Linked DNA regions of Mus musculus: regions 1, 3 and 4 are each linked to region 2. A link is a contact called in public promoter capture Hi-C data. All regions are on one chromosome and are shown on one strand. Each heading gives the region's core, a stretch centred on a gene start, on an enhancer-like site or on the middle of the called end of the contact. The rest is flanking DNA. Distances are from core to core; before and after follow the strand shown. Region 1 overlaps Ninj2 (ninjurin 2). Region 2 holds the start of Wnt5b (wingless-type MMTV integration site family, member 5B). Region 3 overlaps Ninj2 (ninjurin 2). Region 4 overlaps B4galnt3 (beta-1,4-N-acetyl-galactosaminyl transferase 3).

Region 1 (3,501 bases), core at 978-3,477, 620 kb after region 2:
GCACTCTCCTGCTGCAGCATATATCCAGGACCCTGACTATGCTATGTGGGCACTCTCCTGCTGCAGCACATACCCAGGACCCAGACTATGCTAGGCGGGCACTCTTCCTGCTGCAGCATATACCCAGGACCCTGACTGTGCTAAGTGGGCACTCTCCTGCTGCAGTATATACCCAGGACCCTGACTATGCTATGTGGGCACTCTCCTGCTGCAGCATATACCCAGGACCTTTTTTCACTTTTTATTTTGAGACTGTTGTCTCACTAAACTGCCCAGGCAGGCCTTGGAAGTGTGACTCTCCTGTCTCAGTTTCCCAAGTAGCTGGTATTACAGGCCTTGCTACCAGGTCTGGATGACGCCTCTGTTCTTGCCCCCATTCTGTACGGCCTCTGAGTTACTTAGCTGAAACCAAGCTGCTAATTAAGACCGGAGTGGGGTTTACTAGTGGGAGCGACTGTTGGCATCTTGCCCACCACACTGCCCCTGTGTTGTGAATTGAGCAGCTTGGTTAGCACTCTGGGCTGAGACTATCTGGATTTGAATCCCAGTTCCACAGGGGTTGTGCTTTGGGTCATAACCGTCCCCCAAAGAACGTGTACAAAAGGCTTAGTCATCAGTCCATCATAGCAGAACATTTAGGAGGAATCTGTGACATCGAAAAGGACAGTGGGACCCTGACCCCTTGCTCTCATTTTGCTCCCAGGCCTCCATAAAGTGAGCAACCTTGTAACATCTGTACCTCACAGTGATGTGTCCAATGTGACAAGATCAAGCCATGGGGGGCTGACACCTCAGAAGCCATGAGCTCAACGTAATCTTTCTTCCTCTCGAGTCATCTTGCAGTATCTGTCATGGTGATGAAAACTGACAGACATTAATTAACACATGACCGTCTCTCCTCTCAGACACTTCAGCTTTCCCTGTGATATGGGAAAATGCATTTGCCCCCAAGAAGTTGTTCTGAAATTTAAATGGATTAGAATATATATTTTAGGGGTTGGAGAGATGGCTCAGTGTTTTAAGAGCACAGCTCTTCCAGAGGTCCTGAGTTCAAATCCCAGCAACCACATGGTGGCTCACAACCATCTGTAATGGGATCTGATGCCCTTTTCTGGTGTGTCTGAAGATATAAAGACAGCTACAGTGTACTTACATATATAAAATAAACTCTCTCTCAGTGCCTAAGAGATGGCTCAGTGGTTAAGATCACTGACTATTCTTCCAGATGACCCAGGATTAATTCCTAGCACCCACATGGTAACTCATAACTCCAGGATCAGGCACCCTCATGCAGACATACATTCAGGCAAAACAGCAATGCACAGAAAATAAAAATAGATTTAACAAAATCAGATAGTGATTGTTCCCTCTCCATTTCACACCCCCCCCCACGTGTGTGTGTGTGTGTGTGTGTGTGTGTGTGTGTGTGTGTGTGTGTTACTAGGGGCTGAATTTAGGATTTCACATATGATAGGCAGATACTTCATTATGGAGTCATACCCTTGGCCCTCTTTATAATTTCCATTTTGAGACGAGACCCTTTAATCCTACTGCTTCGACTTCATTAGTAGCTGGGATTGCAGGCCGGACCTAGTGCAGTCTTAAGTGTTCAGTATGCTTTGAAGTTTGTGTTTGACTGTTGCTACACTGGTGGCTCCAGAGTTGACACTGAGCCTTCATGAGGACAGACATTCAATGGTAGAGTTTGTTACTGATGAATAATGTAAGATTCCAATGATACTTTAAAGGACTCTCACATGTATAATTTGAGAGTGCTGGGGTCTTCTTCTTCTTCTTCCTCCTCCTCCTCCTCCTCCTCCTCTTCCTCTTCCTCCTCCTCTTCCTTCTTCTCTTCTTCCTCCTCTTATTTTCTTAGTCACAGCACATGGAGGGCTGAGCTGGGGCTTCAGCTGTCCACAAGTCCATTTCCTCTTGCCTGTACCATCGTTACAATTCCGCCTCCCATTCTAATGTGCTCATGTTGAAATGGGGGTGGCACCCACAGCACAAAGGCTGTGGCTGACTGCCAAAGGACCTCAACCAGGAAAAGTGGTGGGAGGCAGCCAGCTCCTGCCAAGAATGGGAATGTGATTTCCTATCCCACCCCCACAGGGGCCCCCAGCCTCCTTTCTGCCCACTTCTCCTTTCCCCTAGTCCTGTAGGCCACAGGTTTCTGTCTGAAAAAGCGATTAGCAGCGACTAACTCAGCCTGTCTCCTCCTGCCAACTTCCTGAGCACAGGGGCAGAAGGCTCTCTCTGCCAAGAAGAGAGCCTTAGCCCAGCACCCAGCCTGTGTCAGCGGGATGTTGACAGTCATTGGTCATTTATTCACAGCCAACTGCCACACTTGAGAGGTGATTTTATTTAATGGTTGCCAGCCAGGGATACCTGACCTGACTAACCTGCTGGGTTCCTGCATAGCGCTGAAGCCTCGGCTGATACAATGTGTTTTCTGCCCTTTTAGTCCTGTGCTTGCTTTAGTAATGTGGTACAGGGCTGCTATTGATCCCATGGTTCAAGCTCTCCTGCAGCCCCAGGATGGGCTAGGTGGGGGGTCGGGTAGGAGTGGTTAAGTGAGATAACTGTGAACTTTAGATTCCCCTACCTTTACCTCCCTAAAGCTGGGATTATAGGTATGCACCATGATGCCTGGTGCGTGCTTAGGGTCAGCTATCTCTAGTATGCCCAGCATGCTACCTTGAAAAGCAGGTGTAGCACACTGCTTCTCAGACTTTAATAGATATACAGGTGACCTGGAACCCTAGTTGCTCCTATAATGCAGGTACTAGGGGTTGGAGAGTTGGCTCTGCGGTTAAGAGAAACTTACACTCTTTCAGAGGACCCAGGTTTGGTTCCCAGCAGCTACATAAGTGACTCACAATCATCAATACTCAGTTCCTGGGGATCCGATGCCCTCCTCTGACCTCTGGGAACATCAGGCACACATGTGGTGCACAGATACACATGCAGGCAAAGTACCCACGCTCCTAAAATAGAGTAAGCAAATCTAAAAACAAAGTCAGGTTCTTCAGCTCAAGTGTGAGGCTCAGTGGCCGAGGGCCCATCCAGTGTGTGCAAGGCTGAGTTTCAGCCCAAGCCTTGAAACAAAAAGGGGACAAGGGGACAATATTCTGATTGGCTGGGTCTAGGGGGAGGCCAAGAGCATTTGTAATAAACGCTCTGGTAACGCTGCTTCAAGTTGCTTGAATAAAAAAGGTTTCTGGAGAAATCGTGGTTAAAATCCACTGGGGGAACTGTGAAGTCGGGAGGATTTGTTGTAGAAAGATGGGGTGTCATAAAGCCAAAGGGTGAGAGTGTAACTGGGCTTCATAAAGATTTGAAACCAGGGGTTCTCATGACCACAGACCTTTCTTAAAAAGAAAAGAAAAAAATGTGTGTGTGTGTGTGTGTGTGTGTGTGTGTGTGTGTGTGTGTAGGTGAGAGGACAACTCTTGGGAGTGGGGTCCCAGGGATTGAACTCAGGCCATCAGACTAAAGGGC
Region 2 (3,841 bases), core at 1,256-3,755:
CTGGGCATCGCAAACAAACAAAGTCTTTCAGTTGCCACTAGGGCTAAGAGAAGGGTAAAATACAGAGGAGGAGAGCAACCCAAGATTTTTTTTTCCTTTCACAGTATATGTCTCCCAGCAATTTCGGAAATATTGTGTATGTGCGCAATGTGTGTGCGCGCCCCTGCCTACACACCTGGGATGGCACCCAGGGCCTGAAACACACAGTAACCACACACTCCAACCACTGAGCTACATTCTAGCCTGACCCTTAAACTTTTATGCTTTCTAGACAGAAAACTAAGGAAAGGATCATTTCCGACCAATAAGATGCTCTGCAAGGTGGCACAATTACATCCGGACTGTAGAGGTAGGAGGTTCAAGACACCTTAAGAAAACACCATCTCTCACACACCTAAATACTCAGAGTATAGAAGCCTAGGAAAGCAGGAGTTCCACAGATGGGAACGGGCCAGCTCTTCCAAGCCTGGATGAGCTCCTTTGGCAAGGAGATCGCCACACTGTGTCCACTGTGTCACAGGTCCTCCCGCAGTCTTTAAGGAAAGAAGCGTGGAGGGGCAACAAAGGTAAAGAGGGTTGGGTGTGGTGGCGCACTCTAATCCCAGCACTCGGGAGGCAGAGGCAGGCGGATCTCTGAGTTTGAGGTTAGTCTGGTCTACAGAGTGATCACACTAGGAAACGATGTGAAACAACAACAAAAAGCTCAAAGACGATGTCTGTCACAGCCGCTCATGGTGTCTGCCACCTGCGCTTGTTGGTTAGGAGCCCTGGCTTCCCGTACAATTCCCTTCTTGGGCACCTGCCCTTCAACATCTTATGAAGACACAACGCTGCCTTCCTCCTCAGGACACTGGCCCCCAGTGTCTCTGGGCATTGTTTTTTGCCCCTCCTCCTTGCTAGTTATAGCTACCAATCATGTGTCAAAGAGAGATGTGATACTATTTTGAAATAAAAGGAAACCATCCTGCAGCCTTCCCCACCCAGCCTTGCACCAAGGTGGGGTTTTTACTAGGTCAGGCCTGTGGCTGCTGGACCTGAGATCAGGGCCATCTCCAGCCTGGGCCTGAGATCAGGGCCTCATCTTTGATAAATAGGCAGGCTCTCCTCCGGAATGAATCCACGCAGGAACAGTGGCTCAGGGGAAGATGGTCCAGCTTTCTGGGAGTGTACCTACTACTCGGGCCTGTGCTGTCTGGCCAGTCACAAAAGAGAAACCCTAATATGTCCACATGGACCTGCCTAAGTGCTGATCTCTGGCAAGGAGTGAGCCCCTGCTTGCTTGCTATCTCTGTTCCTATATTGACAGCCAGAACACCAAAGTTCTGGCAAATGGGAGCCTTTCTCTGAGGTGGCCTGAGTAGTTGAGGAGACTGCTAACTTGACCCTGGGTCTTTTTTTCTTCCAGGTACCAGGCTGAAACTGCTCAAGGTGGCAGCTGCTGAAAGCTTTGCCAACGTGGCCTGGCAGTGCAAAAGCATTGAAAAGGGACCTTGGTTATGGGGACAAACGTTTCCTCCTCCATCGATTCACTGTGCAACTCACCCTGGGCTTGAGCCACTTCAGTTTCTCTGCCTGCAAAACAGAACCGATCGTTCTAGAAGCAAAGTGAGCAGTGTTCAACAATGACTTGTGAGGATGCAAATACCCAAGAAAGTTGGGTCTGACCAGAGTGTTGGGCCAGATACCCTCTGAGGCGCCCCGCGAGGATGGACAGAGAGATGCAGAGGAGCAGTCGAGAACCAGACAGCACCACGTCTCCAGTGTGTGACCCGCGGTGGCCTGGGACAGGAACTTGGGCTAAAGTCATCCCTTCGCAGTACCTGTCGGAGACACTCCGCGCCGTTCGTCGCGCGCAAAACTGCAGCTGGGCCCCGGCGAGCCAGGAAAAGCGGAGCAGCTCCGGGTTCCCCGCTTCGCGGAGGCGACGCGCAGCGCCCCGGGGGCCAGTCCCGCTCCGGGCCAGGCGCCGTACGAGCGCAGAGCCCCTGGACGCTCGCGCCCCACCTGCCCGCGCCAGGCACCCGCGCGCGGCCCCAGCTTTGTTCGCAACGGCCCGCGGAGCCCGTCGCCGCGCGCCCCTTTCCCGCCACCTGGCCACACAGCGCCCTCGGCCGGCGCGGGGCCGACTCCCGAGCTTACCTGCGGGGGCTGCGGCGTCGGGTCGTCCACGGGACGGGGCAGCCTCGGCTCAGCGCGCGGGCCGCTCGCGCAGCCGCCCCGCACTCCTCATCCGCGGCCGGAGCCTGCCCGCCCGGAGTGCCCGGTCCGCCCTGATGGGCGCTGGGCGCCCGGAGCTCCGACTCGGCCGCAGGCTGCGCGGTCTCGGGGTCCGGGGAGACGCGTTGTCCCCACCGTCCCTTCAGGCGCCGCTAGCGCCACCGGCCTGGAGCGCGGGACCCCGAGAAGTTTCGGCCCCGACTTAGCGGCACCGTTGGCGGCCACGGCTCGAGTGCAGCGCCGGCGCGGGGCGCGCGATCCCGGGGCTCCGCCGCCTGCGCCCCGCCCCGCCCCGCGCCGCCTCCCCGCCCCCCGCAGCCCGCGGCCGCGCGCGACGCCCAGCTCCGGAGGGCTCCTCCCCGGAGCCGGACCGGCCCCCGCACCTGCCTTCCGCGCCCCTCCGCGCCCACTGTCCCGCAGACTCTGCGGGGACAGAGCACTGCAACCGCGCGTGGACGTGGAGCGCGGACGCGTGACTCACCTTTTGGTGACACCCTTTGGAGTCCGGAGCTGCGAAGCGACCCGGGAGCTATTTCCACTCTGCAAACCCCGGTCCGGACCCACACAGGCAGGTCTCAGACTGGGACTCTGATGCCTGGATTGTTCTAGCGGGAAAGGCTTCTGTCAGGACTTAGGGCCCAGTTAGTCTCCGGATAAACATGAGGCACATAAAAGGACCCTACCGTTAGTAGCCTGCAAAGGTCACTAGAGGCCAGTGTTTGGCCTTAGCTCAGGGCAGAATTTAAACACTTTTATGGCGGTTCCTATAGTCTGTTAGTCTGTTTCCTCACAGAACACCACAGTGAGCTGCCCAAGGAACCGGAAAAGGTGAAAGGAATTAGAAGAGGCTTTGGGGAGTCCAGGCCTCCAGCTGGTGGCAGAACCCTGTTCCAGATCCTGGTTACATGGTGCCCACCACGAGCACATGATCTGAATCCATTCTGCAGGTTGTGAGTTTGTCACCCTGCTAAAGAAATTCCCTCGAAATTCAGTTCGGTGAGGGGAAGGAACCAGCAGTAATAATCAAAGACACTGTACTTTTGACCTAGAAACCAAAGAAGGGGACAGAATCCCCCTTCTGGGCATTAAAAAGACAAGGAACTCATCACACTGAGGAGGTGTAAGGAGCTGTTGTTCTCAGGGGTCACAATAGGAAGAGTTAAGGGATATTTTCATCAAATGATCCCTTAATTGGAAAGAAAGGCTCTTGGAATTGGGGTGGCAGCAGCCCAGGTACTCCGGGACTTTTCTCACTTGGAAGTGAGCGTGGTTTACAAGATCTGGTCCAGCCAGTAAATCAATGCCTTATGATAATTATAGGACCCTGCCCTCTCAGGGAGTCCAGTTCAAGGGCTTTATCCTTGGGGACACATGGGACAAGGGGAGAGCCATCTAAAACAAGCACAAAATCTCTGAGTTGGCTTTGTCAGTTTATAATTGGCTCCAGTATTTCCCTCTAGTGAATCATTCGTTCTGGGCTTCTGGCTTTGTGGAAGTTTCAGGGAAAACCTGGAGGTTGTAATCACTCCAGAAGGCCACCTGGGAACAAAACCTGAATGCTGCCTGGGGTTCAATCCGTGAGCTCTCACCATCCGGAAGTTTAAAGTCTAGAGAAACAGGATGT
Region 3 (3,732 bases), core at 930-3,429, 640 kb after region 2:
AACCACATGGTGGCTCACAACCATCTGTAATGGGATCTGTTGCCCTCTTCTGTTGTGTCTGATGAGAGCAATGGTGTACTCATATACATAAAATAAACAAATCTTTTTTAAAAATTTTAAAAAAATAATAAAATTTTTAAAAAGAATTTATCCTAGGTACAATCTAGAGATGAGACTGTTATAGTTCAATTCATATCCTATCAAACTTATATATGTATATAAATATGTGTTTGTAAATAGGATGACACCATCACTCTTTGTAATATTAGTACCCCCTGTTTAGCAGGTAACTAATAGAGGCCCCAAGTCACATGGCAACTAAGGGGGGGAGGTGCTGAGTCCCAACTCATGTCCTGAATGTTCACTGCCTTTAAATGGGCTGGGGTTCAAACTCCAAATAAGCTAGCAGGACATACACATGAAACCAGAACCCTGGCCAAAGAAGGGCTGGCTCTCACATGCAAGCCTAAACTTGTCTTGGTGTCCTCAAGTCCAGCCTAGGAGCTGGGCTTGCCCGGGTGCTCCTGAGTTCTCTCGGGCAAAGCTGGCCTTGGTCTTACAGCAAAGCCGTGCAATGATGGAGGCAGCTGTCAAGCAGAAGGCTTGAGGGAGCAGGTGCTAGGTGGCAGACAGGGACCGTACAGGGAGCAACTGGGTAGCTGTGTGGTGACAAGCAGGACTCATGCTTCCTTAGTATTTTTAGAAGGTGAGGGCAAGCAAGGTTGACATCTGACTCCTTACCCTGGGGCACTGCCTTGGGCTTCAGAAAAGCTTGTGGCCAGGACAATGCCAGTGAAGGGGAGATGAGCATGCACTAGTGACCCTCCATCCATCCATCCACCCACCCATCCATCCACCCACCCACCCATCACCCGTCTACTCGTAGTGTACATACTAGGCAGACACTGCTCTGGGCACTAGAGAACTGACTTCCCCAGAGCTCCAGTCTTCCAGGACCAGGGCAAAAGACCAAGAGCTGTGAGTGGCAGACAGAACAGCACAAAGGTTAGGGGGTTGGAACAGGGCAGACCTGGATTCAAGTCTTGACTCTTATGCCTCTCAGCTGTGCGACCTTGGGCAAGCTAATCCCTCAAACTAAGATCCCCTCAGATGGTTTTGATGAAAGATGGTGAAATGGTTGGTGCATGTGAAGAATTTGAAAGAACACAGTGCACCAGGTGGGGTGGGTGGTGCAGAGGCAGGAGAATCTCTGTGTTCAAGGCCAGCCTGGTCTACAGAGCAAGTTCCAGGACAGCCAGGGCTACACAGAGAAACCCTATCTTGGGGTGGGGGAGGGGGGAGGAAAGAAACAAAGAAAGAAGAAACAAATAAACACAATAGCACCAAGTCAGCAAGGGTATTGAAGAGGGACAAGACAGATCAGCAGGTAAAAGCTCTTGCCACTTGAGCCAGCTGATCTGAGTTCAATCCTGTGACCCACATTCCATGCCCCTTCCAGAGGACTCAGGTTCGTTTCCTGGCATCCACATGTTGATTCATAACCATCTGTAACTCCAGTTCCAGGGGATCTGATGCCCCCTTCTGGCTTCTGAGGACACCAAGCATGTACTTGGTACATACACATACATGAATGCAAATTCACACACACACACACATACACACACACACACACACACACACACACGCACGCGCACGCATATATATAGTTTTTGAGTTTTTTTTTTAAGAGGTCATGGTCAGGTCAGACATGGAAGTACATGCCTATAACTCCAGTTCCCCAGGAGGAGGAAGAAAGAATTCAAGGCCACCTAGGTAACACTCCTGGTGAATGCACCCAGCACTTGCAAGGTGGAGGAGGCAGGAGGATTAGGAGTTCAAGGTCATCCTCAGCTACTGAAAGGCCACATGAGACAGTCTCCAAAAAAAAAAAAAAAAGCGCAGCTCTAGGACTGGGCTGGGGATGGAGCTCAGTTCAGAGGGTGGGAGGGGTTGCTTCCTCCTAAGAACAAGTTTCGTTTTTTTTTGTTGTTGTTGTTGTTGTTTTTGTTTTGGCTTTTCGAGACAGGGTTTCTCTGTATAGCCCTGGCTGTCCTGGAACTCACTTTGTAGACCAGGCTGGCCTAGGACTCAGAAATCCGCCCGCCTCTGCCTCCCAAGTGCTGGGATTAAAGGCATGCGCCACGCCCGGTTTACGCACAAATTTTTATCTTGGTCCCCACGACTGGAGAAAGACAGAGAATCTGCCAGTTTGCCAGGGCCTGATGCTGGGCTGTTTCCGGTACGATCCCTTGACCTTAGTTAAGAAGCTATTTTAGCTATTTTGTTGGGGGGTTTGCTCAATCCAGAGTAGGCCTACACTGACTTCTGGTGAGAAGGAAATCTTTCAGAGGAAGGTCCTTCCAGACATCAAAAGCAGAGAAGCAGCAAGGCTTTGTGGGGGCTCCAAGGTCACCCAGCAGAGATAGGGAGAGCCCCCTCCAGTCAGACCTCCCTGGCTCCACAGAGAACTCTGCCATTGCTGGCTTGCTCGCTCCCCCTCGGTTTCCTTCAGCTTTGTCTGCTATCAGAGGCACTGCTGAGTGCAGGCTGGGCTCAGTGACTGTGTCCTCCCATCTCACAGCGGCACTGGAAGCCTGAGAACTGAAGAGAGAGCGGTGCACCCGCCATGTGAGGTCTCCAGCTGCACCAGCTGGGCGAGGAAGGAATGAGGGCTGGGTGAGAGCAAAGCACCTGGGCTGGGTCAGGGTCCCAGGTGGGCACAGTCCTGCTGACTCATGCTGGCAAGTCAGTCAAAGGGGGCCCCTCAGGACTGTCGTCACCCCAGCACTGGGGACTCTGTGCTCCCTGAATCCTCTCTTGTTTATTCCCTCTATAGTCTATTTCATCTATGGCCAGTACCAAGGATACTGCAGTACAGCAAGCAAGATGCTCCATTGAAGGGGGTCTGGCACACAACTCCTCTTCCGTCTGCTAGGCCCTTTCTGAATGAATGCAGAGTTCATTCACTTGTTCATTAGCCCTGTCAGGTGAGGTGCTGCAGCACCGAGGGAGACAAAGTCCACAGTCCCCGCAGCAGCCGTTGGGGTGGCATGAAGGGTCATTTTATCTCCTGGCTTCCCCACTTTAGACACTTTATTCCCTGCTAACCCTTGCCGTTTTAGGAGATTAGGAGGGCAGGACTGTACGGCAGGCAGGGATCTTCACTGCATCCTAGATGTCTGCGTCTGATAGAAGGAGCTGGAGATGTGGTTTGTTGAACTGGACTGAATAGGCGGGCATCTTGGCAGGCTCTCTCCGGGCTGGATGGGGTGGAAAATTCAGCACCTTCCCCTTTTCCCATCTAGCTGACAGATACCATGGCCTGCTGGGGGTCTTCTCACCTGGACTACAGCCAGAAACTGTCAGTACTTCTTGTTCTAATTGCATTACATTCCAAACAAGAACTCTCGCCTTTTGAAATGTATGCTCTAGTGGGGAGGCCACACTCACTCTCATCGTGGTGTGCAATGTTGACTTTCAACTTCAGAACTAACTTCTGGGTTTGTTTGTCATTGTTTGGAGACAAAGGCATCTCTCTCTCTCTCTCTCTGTTTCTTTTCTTCCTTCTTTCTTTGTTTATTTTTTATTCTACATTTAGACTTCTCTCTGGATTCAGGTTCTCCATTACAGCTTGGAGAAATCCCGTGGCTCAGATGTACTGAAGTGGCAGAGCCCTTCAGCACCCATGACGCCTCAGCTCTGGTGTGGCCGAGGATGAAAAGAAAGGGGCCT
Region 4 (3,750 bases), core at 1,208-3,707, 730 kb after region 2:
TTTCTCCTTCCTTGTATCACTTCTGATACCAGGAATAACTTTTAAAATTCTATTGACACCCAGGCGTGGTGGCGCACCTCTTTAATCCCAGCACCTGGGAGGCAGAGGCAGCCGGATTTCTGAGTTCGAGGCCAGCCTGGTCTACAGAGTGAGTTCCAGGACAGCCAGGGCTACACAGAGAAACCCTGTCTCGAAAAACCAAAAAAAAAAAAAAATTATTGACAAATAAAATGTATCATCTCTCTTTTAAGTTGAGGAACAAGCTTAGGGAGGTGACAGATTCTCCCTCCTCCCTCCCAGATGCCTTCCAACCAGCCCACTACATATATATATATATATACATATATATATATATCTTTATCTCTTCCCTCCTCCGGCATGGCATTCACACCTGACTGCGCACGTGATTCACTATGACACCTTGAATAAGGTGAGGGACCTCTGTGAGCTTCAGTCTTTCACCCTCTGGAAACTGGGACTAGAAAGGTTTCTGCCCCCACAGGGCCATGAGGTCATATATCAAGCCCGGGGTGGACTCTTATTACAGCTCTACCTAGTCCTTAGCACCCTGCCTGCTAATTTACTTATTTTTTTAAAATATTTTCTTTTTTTTTTTTATTTTGTGTGCATTGGTGTTTTGCTTGAATGTATGTCTGTATGAGAGTGTCAGAGCCCCTAAACTGGAGTTACAGACAGTTTTGAGTTGCCAGGTGCGTGTTAGTTACTGAACCTGGATACTCTGGAAAAACAGCCAGTGTTCTTACCCGATGAGCCATCTCTCCAGCCCCCTACGTTTTCTTCTTAGGTTTCTCCTCCTGACCTAACCAGACCACTTTCTCCAACCTGTAAACTTCCTCAGACTTTCAATTACATTTGAAAGTAAAGATATTAGAAGGAACAGAGAGATGGCTGGCAAGGTTATATCTGGGTATCCACCCCCGTGCTTATGAATCAGACGAAGTTCCTTCATAACTTTTTTTTTTTTGCATCTCTTCAAATTCCCAGCTCTCTTCCCAGATTCTGACCCCCACCCCAAGACTCCGCTGTCTGGAGGATTTTTTGTTGTCTGCAGTGCTAGAGATCAACTCGGGGCTGACCACTGAGCTACGATCCCAGCATCTATTTGTATCCAGAGTAATAAACTTTTATGTGCACACACTATGTGTGGCAGACCTGTAGTCCTAAGTACTTGGGTCACTAAAACACGAGTTTGGCTTGAGCCCAGAACTTTGAAGCCACCAAGAAAAATTCTGAGACCCACACACACCTCTAAATAAACTAATAAAGTTGAGTGAATGAGGGTATGGATAGCTGTTAGAGCAGAACCAGAACCAAATGTAGCTTTTCCCTCTTTTTTTCTGAAACATTTCTACTATATGTGTAGCCCATGCTGACCCCTAACTCATAATCTTCTTACCTTAGCCTCCTGGGTGCTGGGATCACAGGCAAGCACAACCAGGCTTGGCTCGGAACGGCAAGCCTTTGGACTTTTTTTGTTTGTTTGTTTTTAATGTGTACGGGTATTTTGCCTCTGTGCACAGCTATGTGCAGGACACCCATGCCTGATGATGGGATGGGTCCCCTAAAACTGAAGTTAGACAGCTCTGAGCTGTCGTGTGGGTGTTGGGAATTGAACGAGGGTTCTCTAGAGGAGCAGCCAGTGCTTTTAAACCACGGAACCATCTCCCCAGCCTCTGCCTTTTGACTTTTTAACTATCTGACCTTGGACAAAGTTCTCCTCAGCTTTCTCATTTGTAAAACCTCTCCGGCTTTCTGGCTTCCCTTCTAGTGTTTCCTGGGTCGGGAGTCGATGAGAAAACACCAGAAAACACCACCACCAGCGTGCCTGGGTCACCACTGGGCTTCAGATGGGTAATGAAAGGACCATGGACTCAATTCTGGGACTAGGGAAACAGAAGCAAGGAGCTGACTGCACCCAACAGCGACCTTCATGTCTTTATCCCCATGTGTGACTCAATCTTTTTTTTCCATTTACTATATGTGTGCCAACGGGAAAAAGATTGAAAAATATAAAATTAGATGATTAGCTAGGTATTGAGGTGAGGGGGAGGCTGGATATGCATGCTCACGTCCCCTTTTGGAGTTTCAAAGACCCCACCTTGGGGTGCTATATTAGTAGTTTCTAGTCTCCAAAGCCACCTGGACACGTGGAGACTGGAAATATCTTAACACAAGGAAAAACAAGGTTGGAAAAAGTAACAGTTCCTGAGCCCTTGGTGCAGAGGAACCTAACTCCAGCCTGGCTTTCCCTGAAGCAGAGGCTGAGGCAGGAATGTGCCCCACCCCCAATCTCCCCTCCCCCACCACCCTCACCCAACACCCCAAGCAGACCTATAGAGCCACATGCACAGCTCCCTGCAAGGAGACAGACCCCAGTTGTCCCAGCCAGCTGCCTGGGAGTCTCCAAGTCTAAAATTAGCCTGGAGCTCTCCACCCAAGCTGTTCCTCCTCTCTACTCTGGCAAACAGGGCCCTGCGGTGAGGTAATGACTGGGAGCCTGTCTGCCCTGCCCCAGGACAAGGGGTTAGGAAAAGGCACAGAAAGCAATCCCACCCTCCCACCCTGGTCACCCTCGGGCTGCACCCTACAGAAACACAAGAGAAGAGGGCCACCTGGATTTTGACAGCTGCGCTGTGTCTCTTCCCCCACACCTGCATCCAGGGATGGGCTCAGCCCTAGCCTGAACGCTGCACTCTCTAAAAACAAAGCCTGTGCCAGGGTTTCACCTTGGGCAGTCAGGGTCGTTATTACCATTAACAGACCGCCCCTGGGGGGCTCATCGGAACAGCTACCTGAGTGAGCAAGCCTGGGGGTGGGGAGAAGGATCCAGAGCCCCTGCTCCCCTGCTCCCCATCACTGCAAGGGAAACTGGCTCCCCGGACGGGCACCTCTGCCAAGGGCTTCCTCCCCATAGCTCTGCCCATGACTCACTAACTCCTACTTCTCATTCCCTCACTTCTGATGGTCTGGTCAAGCTTGTGGCAGGAACTGCCAAAATTAGTGGGCAATTCCTCAGCCAGTCCCTGAACAGAAGTCTTCCTGCTCCGGGGCTAAGCACACTGCAGTGTTTATGTGGTGGCTGCCCAGCAGGCAGGAGGAAAAGAGGGTGAGGCCCTAGGGTAGGGTCCAGTCCAGTCTATAGCCCAGAAGTGTAGGGGAGGACTTGGAGATTGAAGACAACGGTGACTAAGGCTTAGGGAGATGCCCCCTAAAAGTCACCGAGCCTCTTCAGCTGAAGAGCCAGCCCCACATCAACATCCAACCTTAGCCTTCCCCATAAACCCCACCTGCCGGGTCAACCTTTCCTTCTCCAGTGGGAAGGGGGAGGTGAAGACAGCGGCCATCTCAGGGATAGAGCGTGTCTCCGCCCAGCCTCCCATCTCACCTGGGTGAGGTGAGTTTACACAGCGAGTGATTCTAAGGAGCCTGGATTTGAACCCAGTCATCTTCCCTAGTTTCTTTTTTGCTCACTTTTCTCTGGCCACATTCAGCTCAGGATACTGAAAGCTGAGGCAAATACCACTCCTCTGAGGACAATGTCAGGGTTAGATAAGACCAGGACTCACAGTTGGGGCTCTGTGCTGACAAAGAAAGACTGAGCCTCAGACATGGAAGAGCAGGGCTGACTCCACCGAAAGACGGACAGCCAGTTCACATCAGAACAAGACTGAAAGTCACACTGCTGCTGCCCAGATCTACTATGTTCTCAAAAGAGAAAAGGGTTGTGTT

What was found. Promoter capture Hi-C pulls out the DNA fragments that hold promoters and counts their contacts.
Region 1: a contact with region 2 is called in a promoter capture Hi-C map of liver, with 2.8 times the contacts expected there. The contact joins the enhancer-like site here to the promoter of Wnt5b in region 2. A contact is called at or near these places in 4 of 39 promoter capture datasets (embryonic stem cells, hippocampal neurons, liver and 1 more) and 2 of 115 datasets of contacts at active chromatin or transcription factors (embryonic stem cells and pancreatic cancer cells).
Region 3: a promoter capture Hi-C map of stem cell-derived epiblast-like cells shows a contact between it and region 2, with 4 times the contacts expected there. The contact joins the enhancer-like site here to the promoter of Wnt5b in region 2. A contact is called at or near these places in 13 of 39 promoter capture datasets (the 3T3-L1 cell line, cranial neural crest, embryonic stem cells and 8 more), 5 of 484 Hi-C or Micro-C datasets (all in embryonic stem cells), 12 of 115 datasets of contacts at active chromatin or transcription factors (the 230-238 cell line, astrocytes, cardiomyocytes and 5 more) and 1 of 9 other capture datasets (embryonic stem cells).
Region 4: a promoter capture Hi-C map of embryonic stem cells shows a contact between it and region 2, with 2.4 times the contacts expected there. The contact joins the enhancer-like site here to the promoter of Wnt5b in region 2. A contact is called at or near these places in 8 of 39 promoter capture datasets (the 3T3-L1 cell line, the C10 cell line, the HPC-7 cell line and 4 more), 1 of 484 Hi-C or Micro-C datasets (bone marrow-derived macrophages), 3 of 115 datasets of contacts at active chromatin or transcription factors (bone marrow-derived dendritic cells, embryonic stem cells and regulatory T cells) and 2 of 9 other capture datasets (embryonic stem cells and liver).

The regions. Positions count from the first base shown.
Region 1 is chr6:120,157,239-120,160,739 of GRCm38.p6, forward strand. The region is part of intron 1 of Ninj2 (ninjurin 2); the gene reads left to right. Among named protein-coding and RNA genes, the nearest start is that of Gm25327, 15 kb to the left of the region's middle. Within about 2 kb of position 2,228, at least 133 of the 459 cell types and tissues checked have an H3K27ac peak or open chromatin away from gene starts, as enhancers often do. A contact at or near this core is called in liver and pancreatic cancer cells, where this site is marked.
Region 2 is chr6:119,541,842-119,545,682 of GRCm38.p6, forward strand. It overlaps Wnt5b (wingless-type MMTV integration site family, member 5B), which reads right to left and starts at 2,506. Exons shown (of 5, transcript NM_009525.3): 1 at 2,140-2,506. Gm52875 reads left to right here. Exons shown (of 2, transcript XM_030255703.1): 2 at 1,406-2,506. The coding sequence starts at 1,707. The coding sequence ends at 2,423.
Region 3 is chr6:120,183,357-120,187,088 of GRCm38.p6, forward strand. All of the region lies in intron 1 of Ninj2 (ninjurin 2), which reads left to right. Among named protein-coding and RNA genes, the nearest start is that of Gm25327, 41 kb to the left of the region's middle. Within about 2 kb of position 2,180, at least 32 of the 459 cell types and tissues checked have an H3K27ac peak or open chromatin away from gene starts, as enhancers often do. A contact at or near this core is called in embryonic stem cells and stem cell-derived epiblast-like cells, where this site is marked.
Region 4 is chr6:120,272,579-120,276,328 of GRCm38.p6, forward strand. All of the region lies in intron 1 of B4galnt3 (beta-1,4-N-acetyl-galactosaminyl transferase 3), which reads right to left. Among named protein-coding and RNA genes, the nearest start is that of B4galnt3, 20 kb to the right of the region's middle. Within about 2 kb of position 2,458, at least 58 of the 459 cell types and tissues checked have an H3K27ac peak or open chromatin away from gene starts, as enhancers often do. A contact at or near this core is called in embryonic stem cells, where this site is marked.